Regions from separate parts of the Mus musculus genome. Here regions 1, 2 and 3 are each linked to region 4. Evidence: chromatin contacts called from public HiChIP or PLAC-seq and promoter capture Hi-C data. All regions are on one chromosome and are shown on one strand. Each heading gives the region's core, a stretch centred on a gene start, on an enhancer-like site or on the middle of the called end of the contact. The rest is flanking DNA. Distances are from core to core; before and after follow the strand shown.

The links. HiChIP or PLAC-seq counts read pairs in DNA pulled down with a chosen protein or histone mark. Capture Hi-C pulls out chosen DNA fragments and counts their contacts.
Region 1: a contact with region 4 is called in a promoter capture Hi-C map of liver. The contact joins the promoter of Fam120b here to the promoter of Acat2 in region 4. A contact is called at or near these places in 1 of 39 promoter capture datasets (the C10 cell line) and 1 of 9 other capture datasets (liver).
Region 2: a contact with region 4 is called in an H3K4me3 HiChIP or PLAC-seq map of the 230-238 cell line, with 13 times the contacts expected there. The contact joins the promoter of Phf10 here to the promoter of Acat2 in region 4. A contact is called at or near these places in 1 of 39 promoter capture datasets (the C10 cell line), 4 of 115 datasets of contacts at active chromatin or transcription factors (the 230-238 cell line, astrocytes, embryonic stem cells and 1 more) and 1 of 9 other capture datasets (adipose tissue).
Region 3: an H3K27ac HiChIP or PLAC-seq map of embryonic stem cells shows a contact between it and region 4, with 12 times the contacts expected there. The contact joins the promoter of Pdcd2 here to the promoter of Acat2 in region 4. A contact is called at or near these places in 1 of 39 promoter capture datasets (hippocampal neurons), 2 of 115 datasets of contacts at active chromatin or transcription factors (astrocytes and embryonic stem cells) and 1 of 9 other capture datasets (liver).

The regions. Positions count from the first base shown.
Region 1 is chr17:15,394,778-15,397,933 of GRCm38.p6, forward strand. It overlaps Fam120b (family with sequence similarity 120, member B), which reads left to right and starts at 1,469. Exons shown (of 11, transcript NM_024203.3): 1 at 1,469-1,783.
Region 2 is chr17:14,959,408-14,962,599 of GRCm38.p6, forward strand. It overlaps Phf10 (PHD finger protein 10), which reads right to left and starts at 1,853. Exons shown (of 12, transcript NM_024250.4): 1 at 1,704-1,853; 2 at 12-118. The coding sequence starts at 1,787.
Region 3 is chr17:15,525,559-15,528,913 of GRCm38.p6, forward strand. It overlaps Pdcd2 (programmed cell death 2), which reads right to left and starts at 1,743. Exons shown (of 6, transcript NM_008799.2): 1 at 1,433-1,743; 2 at 815-1,054. The coding sequence starts at 1,715.
Region 4 is chr17:12,959,185-12,962,516 of GRCm38.p6, forward strand. Acat2 (acetyl-Coenzyme A acetyltransferase 2) reads right to left here and starts at 1,541. Exons shown (of 9, transcript NM_009338.3): 1 at 1,425-1,541; 2 at 811-945. The coding sequence starts at 1,479. It also overlaps the pseudogene Gm15946.

The DNA of each region.
Region 1 (3,156 bases), core at 219-2,718, 2.4 Mb after region 4:
TTCCCAAACCTTCTAAGACTGAATGATATTGCTGCCACCCCTGAAGACCTGAGGCACTATAAGGGTGGTGGCAGTTGCAGGTTTAGTCTCACCTTTTGTGGAGACTTGAGACTTGTCAATCAAGTAGCTGCCCCTGAAGGTTCCTCAGCCTGTTGTCAGGGCAACTGTAATGATTACTGCTCTATTCTAGCTACCAATGTCCAGAGAAGACTTCACGGCAACTGTAGATGCCACAGAGACTTTGTTTCAGTCAGGGGAACCATTACAATCAACCACCACCCAGCAGTTTCATGGCCTTGGGAAACTGACCATGACACCTTGAGATGGCTCTTAGATCACCCTACTCAGTGACCCCAGCCCAATGGCAGTATACAGGAGAAAGTTTTTTGTTGTGGTTGTTTGCTTTGCTTTGTTTTTCTGCAAGTTGCCCCTGTGCTGCCAATAAAATTTACTCCAAGTGGTACTGATGCCTCCTTGTAGTCTTGATCCCGGGTAGGGTAGCTTGCGTCGGTTGCATAAAGAACAGGTACAGCACCCAACAGAAACCAATAGAGGGCTGTTGTAGAGGCCATGGAGTGCTAAGACTGTGAAGGACTACGGGAGTGTTGGGAAAGTATAGCATAGAGGAGAACAGAAACTGCAAAAGATAAAACACTACTGAATGCAAGCGCCAGCTGCTCTAAAGAGTCCCAGAAAGTCACCGAGTTGCTACCTCTGGCAGCTGAGGACGCATCCTGGAGCTGTAAAGCTAAAGGCAGAGAACCCCTCTACCATAAGGCTAGCACAAGCTGTGACTCAACAGCTAAAACTGTAATCTTGAGATCCAAATGTTTCCAGCACCCCAAGTTGGGGGCTACCGACACAAAGGATGCTTTAGCTTATTGGAGATTTCCATCCAAAATACTAGACAGCCTGAATGTAGCCCACAAGGATGGCCACTTCACCCAATAAAATGACCAGCATTATTGCCTATGACAACTCTGTAAGTGGACTCTCGGCCCTTGATGCTCCTTGTCCAAGCTGTGCCGCCTTTCAGTACTGGTACTCCTAAGGGGATTCAAGACCAAACCAGGATCCTCGCAGCTTCCCATACTCTGCGTGGTTGCAAGCTGTGGTCTGTGGCATTTAAAAGGGTTTCCAGTGACTATCCGCTGCAGCCTGTGTGCGTGCATTACCGGAGCAAGGCACCCAGTGCTAGTGCAGGCTGCCACTCAGCCTGAAGACTTAGCCTATGGGACAAACACACTTTTCCCAGTCCGGCTATCCAGCGGCGTGCAGGCGTCCTAGGCTATTCCCCGGTTGCTAGGCAACGGGTTAAAGCTTCCTTCTTCCTGGGTGCCACCCACTTCGCCTCCCGCTCTAGCGCTTGCGTACTACATCCCTTTCGTCTCTTCGTCCTTTACTTCCAGTTATATAAGCACAAGCTTCACTTTGTCTAACCAGACACTTCTCCGGGCGGAAGTTCAATAACGGAAGCGGAAGTGAGCACGCCGTAGACTGTGGGTCTGAAATCTGGTTGACGCAGTCTGCGGCCACTGCTGAGCTTTGGGTAGGCCAGGCTGGGGAATCGGCCCTGGATCTCTGCTGTCGCATCTCCCTACCCCAGACTCCTTCCAGCATCAAGTCCACTATCCTCGCCGTGGCCACGCCCCTCCGCATCCTGGCTTCTCTGCGTCCTGGCTGTTCCTCCCTGGGTGGAGGGGAGAGGCAGCCATCCACTTGCAGGTGGAGCGGGGTGGAGACTCTTCCTGAGCCCAGCTGCAGGACACTGAGGACCAGCGAGGTAGACTCTCAGACTCTGGTAGCGGCTGGGGAGGGAAGAACTGGTAACTGGAAACCAGGTTGGGAGGTTGTAGGACCTTAAGTGATGGAGAGGCGAAGGGGCTGGGCCTCAGCTGTGTTGAGTTCCTCTGGGGAGGGGACCATCCGTTTGATTTCGGCCTACATATGCTCTCAGATCTTTCCACCTTAGGGACTTGCTGTTACCCACGTCCAATGTCTCTCATCATTTTCCCTATCTCCCATCCATTAGAGGATAGCTCCTGACCTCGACTGACATTAGGTTAGTGTACGAACGCCTGGCTACTTTTTTCTTTACCTGTTTTTGAAAGGCACCAGCAACTGATGCGTTATTTCTCTTGCCCCCACCTTGACTATAGCACCTCCCAGTTTAAAAAAAATATCTGTTCAGCCAGTCTTCCAGACGTTTATATCTGTGAACACCTTTGGCCCCCCCCAAAAAACTTACGTGGAGAGCATTTGAAATCATTTATTTTCCACACTCAAAGACTCTACTCTTATCTCTGAACTGGAGTCTGGATATATTTATGGAACTGATAATGAAAAGTTCACGAATCCAAGCTTTGGCTTCGGAGTCCTTGATTTCAGTGTACTGTGAATACAACACCCCTCTGTTCATAATTATAGAGCCTTTACAACTTGCTATTTATCTTATGTTGCTGCTTTGCAAGTGTTCTTGTCCCAGTTTTCCCCTCCCCATTTCCACCATCTTCAAGGTGTGCTTGGTATTTGAAAGAAAGGCCTGGTCATTGGGTAGAGCATTGTAACTTCTGTGTTGCAGATACTAAACTAATTTCATTTACTTTCTGAGTTGACTCCACCTTGGTAAGAAGGATGCATTCCACATAATGCTATCAATTGTTGCTACAGAACTTAATACCAAGTATAAATAGTTTTAATTTTATTGTTAGGCATTATTTCTCTCCATCGCTCTCTCTGGCTATAATGGGAGTCTATAAACTGTGAATTGGTTCTTGATCTCACTTAATACATCCATCTGCCCCTGGTTTTATTCATTTATTTTTTCCAAATAAGCATTGATCCTAGCGTATGGGAGACATTTCAGGGTAGAAAAGCCCACCCTACTGCTTGGAATTCTCAGAGCTCTCAGGCTGTATTTTGAGCAGCCTACAAGGACGACTATGTTGTAGGAGTAGGAGTGAGCTATTTGGAGAGTTTCCTTGTCTCAGCATCTATTTACTTCTTATATGCCTATTAAGACTTAACCTGTTGTCTAGCTGTAAAATTCCTAATTTATTTGTATGTTGGTTTTTTTTTTTTCAGTCATCTTGTAATAACTCCTTTAGGGAACAAAGAACTTCATTACATGCTTTTAGCAATAAAGAAAAACAATAA
Region 2 (3,192 bases), core at 603-3,102, 2.0 Mb after region 4:
CCTTAAAGTACCTAAGATCTTGACTTGAAGTCTCACAACTTCTTGAGCTGTCTCCTGAGCCCATTCGCCTCCTTTTACATGGATGGGTCCCATCATTTGAGTTATCTTCATTATCATCCTGTACATTTAAATGATTAAAAAATTAGAAAATTTAAGAATGAATAAAACTAAAATCTGACCTTTAATCGAAATGAAATTAAATTTTCAACTGTATTTTAAATGTACTCTGCTTTCACTTTCTTACCAACTAGATTGTGTTCAAACATCTGCTTTTTAGTAGCCACACCACTTTAAAAATCAAAGCAAGCCTTCCTATTTGAGCTGGGAAATAAATACTAGTAAGTTTCATAGTACCCTTCAGCTTACAACTGGCCCCCCGGAGGCGCATTTTAATTAGCTACTTTGGAGATGAAGAAGGACTGGATACAGGTTACCACGTCTAACTACATTCCTTTTCTTCTGCGGCAGAAATTCAACACTTTGTGATAAACTCATAGGAGATATAGGTTGTTGAGCCATTCCATTAAGGAAATAAGTAATCAAATGTTTTAAAAACAATTCATTACGTTAATTAATAGGCTTAAACTCCTATTTTTTTTTTAAATCAAGGTACTATAGCTCCTAACACTACTACTCTTACTATAAATTTCAATAAAGGCCCACGGAAGGGAATGAAAAGGCAGCACAGGCTAGCATGCCAAGTCAGCATGGCACTGCGGGCTGCCAGAGAATCTTACTGAGCACTGCCCTCCACCAGCTGTGTGCTGCAAGCTTCTCCCCAGTCCTAAAGCCTAGGTGGCTGATGCAAGGATGCAGTGAAGTGATCACATAAGAGCCAGGTAGCACATAGCTGTCTGATATATGTTAACGTTGTGATTAGCAGTGACTTTATATTTCATTATGTCTCCAGCACCTAGGAATTTACTAAAATTACTTTCCAAATTAAAAAAGAACATAGAAATCATTCCCCTTTTCACTCTTCAAGAATGAAATCAAGTAGACTTAATATTCCCTTTTAAAGCTAACAATCAAGAAGTTGAAAGATAATTAAATTTCTTAGTATGTTTTTCACTGTATTCATGGTCCATACTGGCTTGACACCGTTAATTTTAAGCACTATTTTATTAATTTGTGGACATTTTAAGGATTTCTGTATGTCAATACTTTTACTTAAAAACAATGATCCTCTCGAAAAGAAACAATAACGGAAGTTGACACAGAGTTTACCAGCTCACAACTGTAGGAATCCTAAGGGCTACGTTCCAGGTAAGGCCCTCCCCTCCGCACCATCCTCGGTCAGGACAGGGAGCCAGCAGCCCCCTGCGAGCAGTCAGAGACCCCACCAGGGAGGACCGGCACGTGGCGGGGGCCACCTCGGCTGGCCGGGTCTGTGGGTGTGAAACCACGTTCTGCCAACTCGGGACCCCGAGCGCACGTCCCGCTCAGCGTCTCCCCGACTGAGATCCCCAAGGCCGCCAACTTTTCCGACTTTCCCAGGCTGGGGGCGCTTCGTCTCAAGCACTCTTCCCGAGTCCCCCGGTCCCAGCTATTCCCGGACAACTTCCCACCCCGCCGCGCAGGTCTCCCCGACGTCCGCGCCCACTGTCCGCCGCACTTGTTGCTCCAGGACCCGCCGCCCGGTCTCCTCTTCTCTCCCGAGCCCGGCCTGGGCCGCTGCCCCTTGGGCAGCGCGCTCCGCTCACCTTTGGGGACTGCGCTCCGGGGGAGGCCGGGTCGCTGTCGCACCGCCCCGGGGACAGCGCCGCCCCGGGCCCGGCCGCTGCCATCAGCCCAAGCGCCCCGCGCCTCCGTCGTCGTCGCCGCCTTCGCCTAGTCCCAGCGGCCGCCGCCGCCGCCGCTGCCGCCGCTGTCGCGCGGGCCGCCCGGCGCCCCGGCCCCGCCCCCTCCGCCCGCCCGCCCGGGGGCCGGCCCCTGCCGCCGCGCGCCCCGCGGCCCGCCAGCGCCACCGCCATGGCCGCCAGCGCGCTGCCGGCCGGGACCCGCACGCCGCTCACGTCAGCCGGCCGCAGCTGCGCGGCTCCGCCGGCCTCGGCCGGGGCCTTGCCGCCTTGCCGCCTTCACCCGGCGCGCCGCGCCCGGCCTGAGCTCCGCTGGCCAGCCACCGCCTCGGTCCCGGCCCCACCCGGGTTCCTGGCCGCCTGGCGAGCTCGCTGCCGCCCCTTCCCTGCGCCCCCGGCCCGGCCCTCCGCGTCAGCCGCGGCTCCGCGCCGCCCCGCCCCGCCGCGGTCCCGCCCCCTCCCCTCCTCCGCTGCGCGTCAGCCGGGGGTCCTCAGTCGGCGGTGCCTGCCTTGTCCCCACCTGGGTCCCTAGCCCCTCCCCTCAAAGATGTGTCTTCACCACGCTTGTTCTCCAATCCCTCCCCCGTACCCAGCTCCTCCCCTCAGCCCGGGGTCGCCACCACGCCGCCGTGTCCTCCCCACTCCCGATCATCAGCACCTTAGCTGAGGGTCCCTACCGCGCGGTATCCTCCCACCAACCCCACCCCTACCGGTCCCCAGCCCCTCCTCTCAGCCCGGGGTCTCCACAGCCGCGGCGACCTCCCCTTCTCCACCAGGGTCCTCGCTCCCTTCTGTAAATGAAGGATTAGTGTCCTCAGCCCACTTCCTCCTCTCTCGCAGCCCTTAGGGTCAACCACCCCAGGAGCTCCGCCTCCTCCCTCTTTGAGATCCCCTTCTCCTGAGTCCTTTCTGACTTCTCCACCCCACCTCTCCATCTTCACTCCACACACCCCAGGATCCCCAAGGCGCTCTTGGCTCATTTGTTCTACAACTGCTTCTCCTGTGACCTTGGCGTAGTGGCCCCCATGGCCACGGGAAAAGTCACAGCAGCACTCAGGTTGAACGGAACCCAGTCAGGCAAGGAGAACATAGGGAAGGTTCCCAAAATCATATGACAGAGTCAGCACAGTCACCTGCAGGACACAGGATTGGGAATTCCTGGAAATGGAAGCCAATTGTCCAATGGTGTTTGGACAGGATTTATATTGATGTTAGTGCTTAGACTTCGCCACAGGAAAGGCCGTACCCCACCCTTTGAAAAGAGCACCAGGAAGACAACAGGTCCAATGGACAAAGGCAAGGGGCAGAGAGGCAGGCCTACATCCCCCACCCCCCATCCCCTCCACTCCCCACAACACTTCCAAGAATGTAGGGGACCAAACCAGAAAAGGTG
Region 3 (3,355 bases), core at 493-2,992, 2.6 Mb after region 4:
CTCATACAAGCCATCACATGAAGTAATAGACAGTAAATGTGTGTGTGACACTGCTACATATATAACATGGCTTATTGTCAGTAGACAGGCTCTTACTATGTTGCCTAGATTGCCCTCTAACTCCAAATCCTCCTGCAGCTGGCACTCGAGTGCCAGGACCACAGATAGGCACCACCACTACGAGCTGAGTAACAACTGTTAGCACTTGCTTGTTCTTAAGTATTAGATATTATACACAATACCTAACACTAAAGATCTGTTTACACCAACAAAAGCATGAATAAAGTGGAGAGATACAGTCTACAAAGACACTGAACAATTAAGAATTCATTATTCGGATCAGGGATGCATGAATGTGATTGTAACGCTTTTTGCATGACCACGGTTAACTACTCTTAATAATACTACCTGTTAATAAAGCTGGTTGTACTAACCAGTACCCCAGAGCTCGTGTCTCTAGCTGCATATGTAGCAGAAGATGGCCTAGTCGGCCATTACTGGGAAGAGAGGCCCCTTGGTCTTGCAAACTTTATATGCCCCAGTACAGGGGAACACCAGGGCCAAGAATCAGGAGTGGGTGGGTAAGGGAGCAGGGCTGGGGGGGGGGGGGGGGGTATAGGGAACTTTCGGGATAGCATTTGAAATGTATATAAAGAAAATATCTAATAAAAAAATAAAGCTGGTTGTGTTTTAGATTAGCGAAGTGTTCATGTTACCAGTTCCTAAAACTTTTAAAGTATGTTTTCTAATTTCAAGTTTAACCAGAAACTGGAGTACCTCAGTTGACAGAGACGGTAAGGCTAAGTTGTCTTACCTGACTGTGTACAAGCCTGCTTGTGTCCCAGCCGCCAGTCTAATGTCTGATGCTCCTTGCTGCAGTAATGTGCCTGTTTGCACCTAGAGCATGTCATAGGGGCCAAGCAACCACAAACCCGACAGAGATGGGCTCCAGACTTGAGCTGGAGGCACACACATTCCGTACCCAAAGCTTCTGTTTCAGAAGGGGGCTCATAGGAGTAGAATGCGTTGTTCCTTGGTAGCTGATTACGAAAAACTGAAATGAAGAGGAGAAAGGGGTACGTGAGATTATCTTTCCGTGAAACAAAATAATTGAAACATTTGAACCGTTTTCGGTGCTTCACCTCATAAAACCTCATTTAAGGAAAACCTAAGGTTTTTGCTTTCGGGGTGGGGGGGCGGTTTTTATATGAAAGGGAATAAAAATAAAAGCTAAAGAGCTTTTAAACCCGGGAAGAGTTCCGTCTGACAAGAGAAATTGGCTTTAAGGAGTCCGTGCCCAGGATGAAAGGGACACGATTCTAAGACAATTCCGGTACCTGAATACAACCACTCGCGCCAACCGATCGTCCTACGTCCAGGGTTCAGCCCCCGTGGCAACCCTCGCCCGGGTCCTGTCCCGGCGGCCGCTCACCTCGCAGGCCGGCGCAGCACGGCGGCTCGCGACAGCAGAAGAGAAAGAGGCTGCGGTGGAAGGCGTCGTCCCGGCCCGGCAGCGGTGCGTACACCTGCAGCAGGAAGGCGAGCGGGCGGCCGCAGCGCGCACACGCCAGCGCCCCGGGCCCCGGCAGCTCCGCCAAGCCCAACCACGCGGGCCGCCCGCCCACTTTGCTGGGAAACTGCTCGCTGCGCAGCCTCCAGGCCGGTGCCTCCTCGGCGAAGCCCAACTCCACAGGACCAGGGGCGGCTGCAGCCATGCTCGCAGCAGGACTCTGCCACCAGGCCGGAAGAGGGCGGTCACGTGTTAGGCCGGAAGGCGGGAGGCGGGGTCAGATCTCGAGCTGGGACCGGACTGGAGGTAACCCTATAGGCAGGAAGCAAAAGTGAATAAAGGACGCTGGTGAGCAAGACTACCTCCATCGAACTGTCACTGTTTCTGGGGATCCGAAGGCCGGAAGCTCTTCAGACCTCTGAGATTAGGGTGTCGGTTGTAGATCCTCAGGTTGGAGTGAGGGAAGTGGGGGCATTCTCAGCACTCGGGGACAAAAGACAAACTTTAATTAGTTCGCAGCTGTAGCCTTTCGCTATTGGGTAAGAGACTCAGCCCGGATCAGAAACATTTCATGGTTTATGCCGTTAGATATTGTCATAATCTTTGTGATTATCTTAGAGTGGTCTTTTAAAATCTCTGCTTCAAAAGAGGTTTTTCCCGGAGCTGAGCAAGTTTTACAGAAGCTGAATTTTCAGATTTTTATTATGACAGTTTCTCTAGCAAATGGAACTTGCTAAGTGGATATTGGTGGTGGTCACTTCTTAAGGGAGAACAAATGCGTGCTTCCTTTGGAAGAGAAAGGGGCAAGTAGGCTTCCCAAAGCAGAAGTTAGCAGTTTAGGTTATTCTGTTATCTCAGAACAGAGAGTTTCTTATTCTCTTATCTTAGTTTTATGAAACTGAATACATCCTAAGTAATGTCGCCAATCATAATTAATGTTGAAGTTTGCTATTTTTATCTTCTCTTTCAAAGGGAGGCTCTGTTCTCCTGTGGAAGAATTGAGGTTGGGGGCGAACCCACACAGACCCTTGAAACCTGTCCTCATGCAGTTAAAGGATGTTCAAAACTGGGGTGGAGGAGAAAGATGACCGGATACAGTTGAGGAGGAGCACTCGAAACAAACGTAAATCATAGCGCTCTGCTTCACACAGTTGGGTGCTCCCATACTCGCTGCCCTGTGTGTTGGATTTAGACAGGAAGCAAGATGTAAAGACAAAACAACAGTGGGTTTTTTGGCTAGTGTAAACAAGAATTCCTGGAAAGGAGCTGTCTACAAAGTCTGGTTAACTAATAAAACTTTTTGACTTTGAAGAGTTTAGAATCTTTAGAAATGGTACTATTTCTCTTGGGTTGTCTTTAGCCCCTTAAAGATACCTTAGTGGCCGCTTTTGTGTCAGACCTAACACCTTGATAAACAGATAAAGACTATTGGACTGTATTAACAAAATGCTATTCTCCACCAATCAAAAGGCTAACAATGCTATCAGATGGTGTCTCAGGTCTGTACTGAGATTCCTCTGTAACTACTTAATGTTTCCACAAATGCATTCATTGTTAAAATACCTTGATTTCAAATTTCCTTTTTGTTCTGTTACTATAAAAACTCCATGAAAGTGCTTCCACACTGGAACATATAGTACTTGGGAAGACATGAATATATGTTCCCGGGCTACGATCATTCAAATTTGGCTCCGAATGAACTTTTAACTCCCTTTGAGGTGAGAGCTGTAGTTTTTGCGTCAATATTCGTAATGGAACTGAATGAAGTGGGTTCCCATCTTGGTTCGTGCAGAGCCAAATAAAGCCCACCCAAGACAGAAGAGTGAGCACATCAGTGGCCTTGCT
Region 4 (3,332 bases), core at 291-2,790:
CAAGTTCTCTAACAATGATCCTTTATATATATATATATATATATATATACAGATGTTGCATAATCTAGGAGGTGGGGATCTGATGTCAAAACAATTCTAGCCCCAAATGTTTCAAAAAACAATATTCAACTGGCACACATACAAATGGTCTCAGACAGAGTAAGAGCAGAACTTGGTATTGAATATTAACAATTTTCTCTACAGTTGATTCAAATGTGTGCTGAGGGAGCACAGGGCAGGGCAGGAGTGGGAACTCATGACCACATGCATGCTAACCACACACTTCACCACTGAGCTATACACCCAGGCCCCAAACCAATCATCAACATCAGTAGTCACTGATCTCCAAGCCCAGCAGGAATCAGAGCTATGATGAAGCATTCTTAGACTCTCCTGCCTTCCTCCGGACAGTCCCCTGGAGTGAGGGACAGCTGATCTCCTGACAAAGTGGACCAGGGTAGAGCTGCTCTGCTGCAGCCCCACTCGCAGCTGTGGCACAGTGCCAGGCCCACACACTTTTATTGACTGTGTGACATGTTAGGGGTATGTGGAGGACTGTGAATACTTTGCTGTGCTTCTAACAATGCAAAGGCGATACAGTCCCGTGGTCTAAGATCACTCACCGAAAAGGCTTGTAAAGGAGCTGTGACTTCAGCCAGAGGAAGGAGGAGGGACAGAAAGAATCCTAGCAGAGAGAACTCCAAGCAAAGCAATGTATGGTGGTGGTGGTGTGTGTGCGCGCACACACACACATATAAATAAATGCTGTTTCTAGTGAACCAGATCTGTCCTGGGCTACTGAGGAGTTACCTGCCGTCAAGACATGTCCAAATATGACCTCGGACACCTCTTCTGGAGCCACCTTGGCCCTCTGCAGGACTTCTTTGATGACAGTTGTCCCCATTTCGTGGACAGGCACGGTGGACAGGGCACCATTGAAGGAGCCTACAATGGAATGGGGAAGAGGGAAGGAATCTGAACCAAGAGCACACTGAGGACCACCGAGGGGGAGAAGGGGTCACATGCATTCCAAATAAAAACGGCTGGAGCCGAGGCGGGCAAAGGCGATGGTGACTTCCAGAACAATGCCAAAGCCAAGGCCTGCCTGGAGGAGCAGCTCAGACCACCATCTCTCGGGCCCCCGACACCACAGCGTGATCAATGGTGCACCGCCGAACAGACCAATCAGCGATCAGGAGAGAGAGCGCGTCCCAACGTTATCTAATAGGTGAGCCTGGCAGAGCGGTGGCTCTACTGCGAGGAGCCAATCGCAGCACGAGGGGCGGGTCCGCGGGCAAGGCGCGGGGCACCGCGAGCTGTGGAGTCTGTGGCCGGCCGCCCCCTCCCCGTCACGAGAGCCCGAGTCTCCGCGATCATGTCGGGAAGGAGGGTCACAGGCTGAAGTGACCTCGCGGGACACTCACCTATAGCGGTGCGCGCCGCTGAGACGATGACCACGGGGTCTGAGCCCGCATTCATCTTGTCGCTCTGGTCTCTGCTAGCTCTCAGCCTTGTCCTGTCTGCGACTGAGGTAAAACTTCCTCCAGCCTGACAGGCTGTGCTGGGGGGGGCGGAGCTATGGCCTCCACGCCACGCCTCCTCACGCCTGCGCAGGAAGCTGGTAGGGCTAAGTCCCAGAATTGTGTAAGATGGAGACTCTTTGGTTTGGTATGGGGTAGATGGTGTCTACCCAACCTAGGTGTGTCGGGTTAGGGTGGGGTGTGGAGGATCCAGGGATGTTGGGTTGGAGGTAGACAGCCTAGGGGTGTCGAAGAGCGATGCGGTGTGCAGACGGTCTAGGGGTCATAGGTGGAGTCGGGTCCAAGGGTAAGGCTTTCCTCCAGGTGACACTGGAACCTAGCCTAACCTTTCCTACATAGGCATCTCCCGTTTCTTCTGAAGGTTCTTCTCAGCGCTGACAGCTTCTGAGTGGGTAGCCTCCTTGCTAACAGAGATCCTTAGGGCAGTGGATCTCTACTGTCCAATCCTCTCGGACTTATTATTCAGCCAAAGACAGAATCTGCCAGACTCTACTTACCTCTCTGCCTTGTGTCATTCTCATGCCTTTTGCAGGCTCCCTCTGGCCACCCCCCAGTCCCAGCCCTAGCACTATCACAGGTCACCTGCAGTGTCCCCAGTGTTTTGAAAGGAGAGTCATCCTGGTTTGCTTCTGCAGCTTGCTGGTCTACAGAGAATGCCATCTGTTTAGGAAAGCAGAATCCTGTGGTGGAAGGAAAGGCTTTCTAGGCAAGTCTTGCCCTCAGTGGGGACAGTGGACAGTGAAGTAAGAGAACTGCGCCACAGATTGTAGGAAAGGAAAACAAACCTAACAACAACAACCCGGTAAGCTGGGATATCCTCCTGAAATGTAAAGCAACCTGAAAAAAATAGTATTTTGAGAGAGGTGGATGGATCAAAGTAGGTTCTAGAGATGAGGCTAAATTCTAGATTATGTCCTCTGTTTCCTCAAGGGTCCAAGAAATGCAAGGGACTTCCCATGGTTTCCTCCTCCTCCTCCTCCTCCTCCTCCTCCTCCTCCTCCTCCTCCTCCTCCTCCTCCTCCTCCTTCTTCTTCTTCTTTTTGGTTTTTCGTGACAGGGTTTCTCTGTATAGCCCTGGCTGTCCTGGAACTCACTTTGTAGACCAGGCTGGCCTCAAACTCAGAAATCTGCCTGCCTCTGCCTCCTGAGTGCTGGGATTAAAGGCGTGCGCCACCACGCCTGGCTTAATAATTTATTTTTATGTGTCTTTGCTTGCATGCATGTATGCATCCTTGCATGTGAGCCTAGTGTCTGCAGAGGCAAGCAGAGGATGCTGGACCCCAGGAACTGGAATTGCAGACAGTCGTGAGCTATCATATGGGTGCTAGCTACCAAACCCTGTTCTCTGCAGGAGCAGTAGTGCTCATCACCACTGTGTCACCTCCCTAGCCCTCTGTTTTCCCACTACTCTGGCCACTCTTCAGTTCCCTTTGTGGCCTTACTCTCACTGCCCCTCACCCAACATGCCACAGCATGTCCACCCCATCCTGTCAGTTACCCCCATTATGCTGACAACTCTGGAATCCTTCTTTTAATTTTGTTGCCTGTGAGCAGACTGGCTCTCTCAATTTAAACTTTCTATAAAAAACAACTTATGACATCTAACCCAAACTCGTGTTTACCTCTTCAGCTTATTTCTTTTGACTGAAGAACGTCTCAGTGAGTGGTGTGAGGCTCTGTTAGCTAAGCTAGAAATCTCTGGACCTCCGCTTAGGCTTCACTTCCTCCAGGAAGCCTTCCTAAATCCTGCCTTGGCTCTTATTCCTAATCTTATCTTCGTTAACCATACAA